Regions from separate parts of the Danio rerio genome. Here region 2 is linked to region 1. Evidence: chromatin contacts called from public HiCAR-type data. All regions are on one chromosome and are shown on one strand. Each heading gives the region's core, a stretch centred on a gene start, on an enhancer-like site or on the middle of the called end of the contact. The rest is flanking DNA. Distances are from core to core; before and after follow the strand shown. Region 1 has its middle 26 kb from the start of sacs. Region 2 holds the start of gab2 (GRB2-associated binding protein 2).

Region 1 (5,249 bases), core at 1,947-4,446:
GTTCGTTTTTTCCAATATAAGAATATATACCAGTATGCATGCGCATGCGGAGCAAAGTGTTCAAACCTCCTGGACGCACTGAGTAGAAACCATCTCACACTGTAGCATTGAGAGTTGTGCGTGGCTTTCAGTGTGATGTAAACAAAAGATATTTTAGACGAATTATTAAAATTATAATGCATGCATGAATGCAGATGATAACAACAATTCATTCAAATACTACCTAAAATAAAGATTAAATTTACATTAGATGTGTGATAACTGTGAAACCATGAGTATTCATCAGACTATAATTGTACAACCAAAAATCTAGCCTATTTAAGCAATGCACTGCTTTTGTTGTGCTTTGAAATACAACATTTGAATGTTTGTAAACAAAAAAAGGCACATTGTACAATGCAGAGATGTTGTGTGGTTTCAAAATACAATATATTAACATTTAAATGTAGAAAAAGCCAGCGTGAGTGTCTTAAGGAGCAAAAATGCAACATATGGGCTCTTATCATCATATCTCTCCAGCCCCACATTTGGGATGCTTTTCATGAACTGACCCCCATGACCAGTGGTGTAAAGTAACTAATTACAAATACTCAAATTACTGTAATTAATTACTTTTTCTTAGGAATTGTAATTTACAGAGTAGTTTTACAAATGTGTATGTTTACTCTCACTTGAGTACATTTTTAGTGCAGTATCTGTACTTTTACTCTCAATACTTTCCTTTAACCTGCAGTCACTACTTTTTTTTTCTTGTGTATGGGAATTGGAAAAATCAGTCCTGTAATTCCTGTCCAATCAAATTATACATAGTTCATTATGATGCAATTTACCTTCTACTTCAAGACATGTGCACTTTACATTGCAGCAAACTGTTTGGAAGCATTAAAAGTGTCCAAGAAGATGTTCAAAATCTTTACACACATTGACCCAGAGACTGTTTAGATCAGGGATGCCCAAACCCAGGTTGTTTCTTAATTCCAAGAAAGCAGAGAACGGACTTGCGTTCTTGTGGATACCGGTCTTGCCAGGTGTCCTCGGCAGTATACGAACTCAGGAGAACACGAGGGCAGAGAACGCGTGCTTTGAGAAATGAGATGCTGCGTTCTTCCTGATGGTCACATGACCTTCACACGTTTTAAATGGTAAATTATTTAAACATTGCAGCATTCATACAAAGATTTGTTTTCCCCCCTTTTAAAAATATATACTGTGCATAAAAACATTATCAATATACTCTTCACAATATAAATAAAACTGATTTTAATACGAATTTCAGCAAACAAACACCCTTAATGTGTTTTTTCCTTCATTAAGATGTCTATGGTAATGTTTACCTTTACTGTTTCATTTACGGAAACTCCTGAGGTAAAAAAGTTAAATCTCTGAACTTTAATAATAAATCTAGATAAAATGCTGCGCTTCCCACCTCCAGTCGCAATGACTTCTGGGACTTCCAGAGCGAGTTCGGCGCTCAAGTCTCCATCGTTGCATCCTCGATATCAAGATTGCTTCCGGGAAGTTTCACGTGTCCTCTGTTCTTGCGGTCTTGAGTATTGAAACTGAACTTGGGCAGCTGATGATGACAATACATGAGAACACGAGGACGCAAGACCGCTGAAGAATGCATATTGAGAAACAAACACAGTCCTGGAGGGCCGATGTCCTGCAGATTCCTGCGATGTCCTCCATCTTGCCTCAACACACCTGCACAGATGTGTGTAGAAATTATAGTATGAGATTGATTATCTAGCCCAGGTGCGTCTAATTGGGATTGGAACTAAACTGTCACGATTACCAGCGATTGTCTTTCATAAGATCGCTGGATTTTACTCTCAATAACCATGAACCACAAATCCGCCATTTCTGGACTACATTTTCATACATGCTCTCCGGTCACACTCACACATGCTTCCTCATCTAGACTGATTACTCGCACCACCTGAGGATTGTCAGAAACTGATTGCACACACTATTTAAGCTACACACTCACTCATTCACTTGGCCGAGTCTTGTTAGCTGTATAGATGACATTACAACGCGTTATTCCTGTCTAGTTTTCCTGTGTTTTCGACCTAGCTTTGTATTCTTGTTCTCCCTGACTGCTGCCTCTCGCTTGTTACCGATTACGATTCTGGACTGCCTACACATATCTGTTTATACCTGTTGACCTTTGCTTGCCTGACGATGATTAAACCTGCATTTTTGGATCCTACCTTCAGTTGTCTGTGTCATCTCCCCGTGGTTACATAAACTTTGCAGGACACCGGCCCTCCAGGACCGAATATGGGCACCCCTGGTTTAGATGAATGTCACTGATAAGAAGATGATCGATATTTACTGTATGATGAACAAAATGGCCTTAAACACCCAGCAGGCACAAGACGTCAACATGCCGTCAGATTGAAATTGTACCCTAATGCCGTGGAGACGCTGCATTTTGTTTGGAAATGAAAATCCAGTTTAACATCAGAACTCAACATCAGGCCGATGTCAATGTCCAACGTCCAACCTAAAACCAACCAAATATCAACGTCTAATAATGTTACAGCTTGATGTTGTGTCGACATTACCACTATGACATCTATCAGACGTTGAATTTTGGTTGCCATAACTGATGAATAAATGTCAGTATTTGGCATCAATAGGATGTTGGTTTAAGATGTTGGCTCGACATTGGATTTTGGTCACTTTCTAACACCTAAAATCAACTAAATATCAACATTATTTGATGTCATTATTGGACATCAAAATAGTGTTGTCCTTAGACGCTGGCTAGACATTGAATTTTGGTCACCTGACATCACAACCTAAATCTAACCTCATATTAGCATCTGATGACATTGTGTGCCTGCTGGGCAATAACTAAATGCACTACAGAATGTTACGTTTACACACGCATCCACAAATTACATGTAAATGCATCAACTTTTACAGCGTAATACTCACTACTCATGGGTACTTTTAAAAGGGCTACTTTTTAGTCCTACTTTGAGTCATATTTACAACAGGTACTTTTACTCTACTCTCACACTACATTTTTAGGCAAGTAATGGTACTTTTACTTAAGTATGCTTTTTCAGTACTCTATCCACCACTGCCCACGACAAACTAATTGAATAGCCCTGGACAATAGTATGACAATGTCAGGAAGCTGTGTGTGTTGCCAGTGTTGTCCAGAAGAGGTCAGTGTGTGTTTGCTGGATGTCCCGACTGCAGGGGACTCAGGGAGTGGCTCTTTATCTGCACTGTCATGATCTAGACAAATAACTCACATCAGCCTGTTACTCAGCAGCACTAAAGCACAGCCTACATACTAACAGAGAGCACTGGAAAATACCAAGCTTAACACTTTAAAGTAGTACAATAACACACATTACATTATATAAAAGCTTACTGTAGTAAAAGATTGCGTTCTTGTGGGGCTTTTTAAAATGTTTTGTAGTTAGAATCACAACTTATTTAATCTAACATAATACTTTTCTTTTCTTTAGAAATTAACAAAAATTGTTTAAGAAATTTGAATGTTTAAAATGTGAAAGAACAGTTACGCTATTATAAAATAAACAAAAATTATTATTATTATTATTATTATTATTATTATTATTAATATTATAAGAATTGTACAAATATTTCTTTAACAATTTATATTTCATTATACATGATTGAACATTTGTGTTATTATTACATAACAATGTTTTGTAGTAGTAGTAGTTGTTGTTCTTGTTATTATGACTACCATCATCATTACTGCTATTATGCTTATATATATATATATATATATATATATATATATATATATATATATATATATATATATATATATATATATATATATATATATATATATAATTTTTTAATTTTTTTATTTTTTGTTATTATCCTTTAATGAATGGGTCATTCCCATTAGTTAACTAGAGTACAGTGGCAATAGTTTTGGCACATTTACATTTTATTACAATTAAAGCTATAATTATAAATTTTATAATTTATATTTACATACTTTCAGCTATAGATTAATAATATTTTCTTCCACAATTTGTTCAAGTTAATCATAAATTACTTTGATATGATTTATGATAAATAATATGATGTTATATTATATTTATTTTTTTATTTTAACGTGTGTTTAAACACAGCATTTTAGCATAATCATGGCTGATAATAAGACATGCAAACATTAAAAGAAACCAAACTGGATGTAAAAATTGCTGCTCGTTCTTGCCCAATTAGTAAATGAAAACATATAATCTAAGAAACATTTGGGGCTCTTTTTTTTTTAACAATCTTAGTGCAAAATCTAAAGCTGATGGCGCAAAAGAACTAATGGCATGTTCAAATCCACTTTTGCTATTTTATGGACGGAAAAAAAGTTCATGCTTATTTTAATGACTTATGGGTGTGCTTTGAGCATAACATACATTAAACCAATCAGAGTCTCATATTCCACTGCCTTTAAGAGTCATTTGCTGTGCACCCTGGTGCATTTGCTATTTACATGGCAGACTTTGTTAGCAGAAAAATTTTATATTATGAAATAATATAAATTTTATATTATGAAAACAAATATAAATATGCATATAATAAATACTTCTAGTAAAAATAACATTAAACAAATGTATATTGTCATGAATAAAGTGACAACAGAACCGGATTCCACCAAAGCCCTCTTGAAGAAGACACGGTGATGAAGGCAAAAAAACAAAAACCCTTGCACAATTGACTTTAGACCAGCGTCTAGTTCAGCGTTACCTAAACTCGGTCCTGGGGGCCAATGTCCTGCAGATTTTAGCTCCAGCTTACATCCACACATCTGCATGGATGTTTCTAGAAAGCTCAAGAGCTTGATTAACTAGCCCAGGTGTGTCTGATTTAACTGTGAACTAAACTTTGTTGACTCAAAATAGCAACACACCAACAATGCGCCTTAACACACCATCTTTTCAGACCAGCATGTCCATGTGGGCACAAAGTGGTGCAAATACATTTGCTTATTAAACAATGTGGCCCAAACTGTGACAACAATACCTGCACCAGGCCGAAAATAGCAAAAAAACACTTGTACGGCATTGCTCCGGGTGTATGATTGGGCCTCTTAGAGTGTGGCATAACCTGCAAAACAAATTAAGATGCATGGAAAAACATGTGCAAATAAATTCAGCTTTCCCACTTTTGTGACTGAAATCACCAAAGTGGCCTTAAAGATCAACTATATGCACTACATATTTACTTTTCAAAACATGGAAATTTGC
Region 2 (5,249 bases), core at 1,393-3,892, 170 kb after region 1:
TATCGTAAAATTAGTCATATATTTGCAGATACTTTATAATATTGTCACTAAGTTTATTGTTTTGTCTTATTATGTGAATTTTTATTCATTATATCTTTTCTATTTGTGTTTATTCATCTGTTCTTAGCTCTTACGGTGTTGTACAGTCTTTAAGGACGGCAAATGCAACAATAAAGGCACAAAGGAGGACAGTGCAACATCAGTGCATGAGTTTAATCCTTTTATTTCTCCAACCGGGCTGTTACAATCACTTTAGACATTACGCAAGATAATCATTCAAACTGCTCTAAAGTGACGTTTGTAAACTGCCAAAGGTTTCTGCTGTTCTGACGTCAGCTGCAGATGTGAATGGCGGAAGAAAGTAGTTCCTTGTACAAAAGAGTTTTTGAGAGTCCCCGTGTTTGAATACACACAATTTAGCTGTCGAACTGTTGTATAAATGCAATATCACACTCAGAGCTTATTTATACACAAAATTTTGCTGTTGAACTGTTGTATAAACGCAATATCACACACGTAGCTTATTTATACACACAATCATGCTGTCGAACTGTTATATAAATGCACTATCACACTCGTAGCAAGATTACATTGTCAAAAATATCTTGGTTCACATGAAAATTCAAAAACTACAGAATATTCTATATCTGGCCAGTGGCCACATAATACGCTTAAATGGAAACACAATTTAGATGATTTGAGATTGCACATCGGTTCTGTTCTATGATCGGTAGTAATCTCAATGCGATGGCCAGAGGGCACTCTTGCACAGAAATACAGATTAAATTGAAATAAACGCAATATTGTGTGGTATGTCAGCAAACTACAGGTCTGTGTAGTAAATGCTGCTCTATCTAAATGCACCAGCTAATCATGGAACCGGCGTTACTGACAAAATGCAGACAAGTAGGCATGAGACGATAACAGTTTTCTAGGTATACCATGGTTTGGAAAAGTCAAGGTTTTAAAACCAAAATGTTTTACTATACCGTTCTTAAGGCATGTGTATGATATTTTACTTATGTTTTATTTAGTTTTTTTAGAACAACATATTTCCAGCAGAAAAAGAAATACTTTGTAATAGAAAAATAAATTTAGTAAAGAAATGCTATGCTGCTGTAGTGGAAACATAATACATGCAAATGACATCACCGTTTTCATTTAAATGAAGGTCAAAATGTATGGTGAGTAGACCGAAATGAAATCGCAATCAAGCAAAAGCTGCTATTCTCATGCACATCTTGTCAGGGAAGCACAGTTGTGTGATTAGTAGTAAATGTCCTTAAAAGGCCAGAGGGTGCTTCACTTAAAAAAAAAGACTTCAAATACCCATACAGTTGGGCACACAAGATTGAACTGTGTTCATGAATTTTACATGACTAATATAAGCAACTGAGTACTGACTCACCTCTCAGAATGTTTATTAAAGCTCTTGAATTAAGTTATGAAGTGAGTTTGGAGTAAAATGTATGTTATTAAATGTGATATTTTTACATGATTTCAGATGAGGCAGCAGCAGCAACAACACAGAGCCATATTCACAAAGAAGTTATACGCAGTTATTCTACATATTATTGCAGAACTATTCTCTTTTTAATCAATTATTAGATGTTTTAATCACCTGATATTTTGAACGTGATTATGCACAGCTTGTCAGTGAACTAGGCTCTATGACTAGAACCGGCTTTACTTACAAAATGTACATGAAAATCATCTTTAATTAATTGTAGCTAATAAAAGGGTAAACACTGCCTAAGTAACGTATCGTACTTTCTATTTCCATGATTACAAACTAAAAGTGTCACACAGAATAACATTTGGCCAATGACATCATATAACAGGTCATGTGATCATAACATTGCACCACCCACTCTATAAATTAGAATTCTAAAAAGGCTCTATTAAACAATCTTCCAAACCTTAAATTTTTAAATATTTACCACACAGCATTCCATAAACTAATCCAAACTTAGAACATCAACTGGCCACCTTTTGATTTTAGCAACTGTACACTTCTCAAATGTCATGAATAGGCTTCTATACTGCATAACAATACAACAGCAATCAGACACTGTGCTCTCTAAATAATAGCATCATCATATACATGTTAAACAAAACCAGTCTGAACTGTTTTGCTGGTCTCCCAGCCTAATCAGCTTGGTTTGGTCGCTGGTCTTAAATGGGCTTCATGCACTTGCTACTGTAGCATCAAAACAACTGCTTTGCTTCTAAATAGTCCAACTTAAACCAGCAAACTGTTAATAAACACATTTCAAAACAGTATTTTCTTTTCTTAGAACGACTATGTTGCAAATAGAGAGTTTGATGCTAAAAGTTGACAGTTTTCCTCCTCATTGACTCAACATAAACCACAAAATGAACATAGCGCTTTAAACACTCACATATCTCCGCAGCTTCTTCTCGGGCGGCGACTTTCTCAACCATCCCTGACAGATGATTTCTCCTCCGCTCATTTTACAGAAAGCAAAAAACACAATCAACAGCAGCAGATCAGTCTGAAGTCCTCAGATGCTGCGGGTCCATGTATGTTGAGCGCGCGCGGGGCAGTGCCGTGGATGCGGAGCTTCATTTACTGGTGATGGGACGCGTCCTGTGCGCGCTGCGGGACTCTGTGTAAACACTGCGGGCACGAACGCTCGAGTTGCTGAAGATGTAGGAAGTGTTGGTTGTCTGCTGTTTGTTTTCCCACTCACTCGCACATACACCACGCCCACTGTGTTCAAGGGACGGGACTCTTTCTCTTTGCTGTAGGGATGAACGGAGACAATGAAGCGCAAGTGTGGAGTTCGCCACACCGGCTGTTTTATGTGTAGTTGGTGTCTTTATTACATTACACCCTCTTTTGGTGGGTTTGTGTAAAGTTTGTAAGGGTGTCTGAGACGTTCAAATGTACTTTCGTGGACGGAATAACTCGGTGTTGTCAAATGAGCCGCAACAGAGCGCACTGAACGTGTTCTCGGGATTAGAAACAGCCGTCGGTAACTTCGCCCAATCTGTTGATTAGTTTGAGAAACACGTCACCTTGTGGACTGGTGTATGTAATGCACAATTTTGCTCTCAGTGCTGGTTGATTATTTACAAATAGTAGTTTTCATTACAAAAAAATATTATGTAAAATAGGCCTAATAATGTAACACACAGGCTAATTAGGGGAAAGCGGGTACGAAAGTAAAATTTTTCATAAAAAATCTAATTTTAAAACTGTTTTTAGCAGAAATACTAACCCACAAGAGTGTTTTATCAAAACCAAGTGCTATTTTGTATCGGTGTAGAACAACTTTAATATAACTTCACTTTAAACAAAGTTGCATTGTTACTTTTGACCCCATCGGTAAAGTAACAACTATATTTGCTAGATTTACTTAATCTTATTTATTTGAAATATATTTCACTATGACTTTGTTAGTATTCAAAACAACATATTTTGTCCTTTATTTTTGCAAAAAATATTTTTATTTTACATTTCAGTTCAATCAAATGATTCAAAAGCAAACCAAAACTGCAAAATGTTACAATTTTCTAAAATCTTAGTTATTTTCATCAATTATTATTGGCAATGTTAATTTTTATAAAAGATCTGAGTCCAAATACTGCAAACTCTAATGTGAAAGAAAAAAATAAGGTTTGTCTGTTGGCTGTGGGACATAAATAGCAGTGTTGCTTCCGTCCCCACAGGGTATCTGGCCATTTAAATCTGAAATAGAAAAAAATAAAATCAAATGTACTACCTTTTTTTTTTTTTTTTTACTGTATATTAGGGATGAAAACATCCACTGAATTAAACTGCTGTGAAATGCATCAGATCATTTGTTTTAATTTTTTAATTTTCATTTTTATTTATTTATTTATTTATTTTTTATTTTTTGCATAAATCTGGTAATCAACCTCGGTCCAGATCAAAACAACTAAATTGTTTAGAAAATTACAGGATTTTAACTCTTTAATTGTCAAATTCATAAATAATCACATTGATTTGGTGAAAAAAAACAAAAACAAAACACACACACACACACACACACACACTAAATGACATATCTTCCAATATAAAAAGTAAATGTGGACTGGATTTTTTTACCCTTTATCACAGTCTTGAGCATGTGAATGATTAGTAACAACATTGGCTTTGTTGCATTGTTAGATTGTTTTGTAATAAAAAAATTTTTTTTTGGTTACAATGGAAGTCAATGGGGCTTTTGTATTAGTCAATTTGACCGTTTAGTTTTAATTGCCCACAAATTCTGATGTTTGGATTAAAAATTAATAGACATTTGGCATTTACATAGCAATTCTACATTCTGAATAAAACTAAACAAAATATTTGAGTTTCAAAGAGGAACATTTTAAAATAAAAAAGAATTTGCAAAATATAAATAATTTATTACATTTTCTAAACAATCCACAAACAAATAACTATATTTAACTTTAAGTATTTGTGAGCCTGGCCCACAAAACCAGTATTAATGTTGCACAGGCATATTTTTTTTTGGCAAAAGCACAAATACATTGTCTGGGTAAGAATTACAGATTGTTCTTTCATGGCAAAAACAATCATTCGAATATAAATAAAGCTCATTTCATGCAGACATTCTGTAAATTACCCACTGCAAATGTATATATATATATATATATATATATATATATATATATATATATATATACATATATATATATATATATATATATACATATATATATATATATATACATATATATATATATATATACATAGCCCCCTTTTGATTTAGATTTTTTTTTAAATATTTCCCAAATGATGTTTAACAGAGCAATGACATTTTCACAGTATGTCTGATAATATTTTTTCTTCTGGAGAAAGTCTTATTTGTTTTATTTCGGCTAGAATAAAAGTAGTTATTAATTTTTTAAAAAACATTTTTGGGACAAAATTATTAGCCCCTTTAAGCTAATTCTTTTTTGGATTGTCTACAAAACAAACCATCATCATACAATAATTTGACTAATTACCCTAACCTGCCTAGTGCACCTTATTAACCTAGTTAAGCCTTTAAATGTCACTTTAAGCTGTATAGAAGTGTCTTGAAAAATTTGAAGTGAAATATTATTTACTGTCATCATGACAAGAGACAAAATAAATCTGTTATTAGAAATAAGTTTTTAAAACTATTATGCTTAGAAATGTGCTGAAACAATCTTCCCTCCATTAAACAGAAATTGGGGAAAAAAATAAACAGGGGCGCTAATAATACAGG

The links. HiCAR-type assays count read pairs that join an accessible place to other places.
Region 2: a contact with region 1 is called in a HiCAR-type map of caudal fin, with 7 times the contacts expected there. The contact joins the promoter of gab2 here to the enhancer-like site in region 1. A contact is called at or near these places in 4 of 18 Hi-C or Micro-C datasets (caudal fin, embryo, hematopoietic stem cells and 1 more) and 2 of 4 datasets of contacts at active chromatin or transcription factors (caudal fin and embryo).

What each region holds. Positions count from the first base shown.
Region 1 is chr15:10,616,700-10,621,948 of GRCz12tu, forward strand. No RefSeq gene overlaps it. Among named protein-coding and RNA genes, the nearest start is that of sacs, 26 kb to the left of the region's middle. Within about 2 kb of position 3,197, at least 7 of the 62 cell types and tissues checked have an H3K27ac peak or open chromatin away from gene starts, as enhancers often do.
Region 2 is chr15:10,782,498-10,787,746 of GRCz12tu, forward strand. It overlaps gab2 (GRB2-associated binding protein 2), which reads right to left and starts at 2,643. Exons shown (of 11, transcript XR_012390630.1): 1 at 2,403-2,643. It overlaps LOC101883715, which reads left to right. Exons shown (of 3, transcript XR_012390627.1): 3 at 128-202.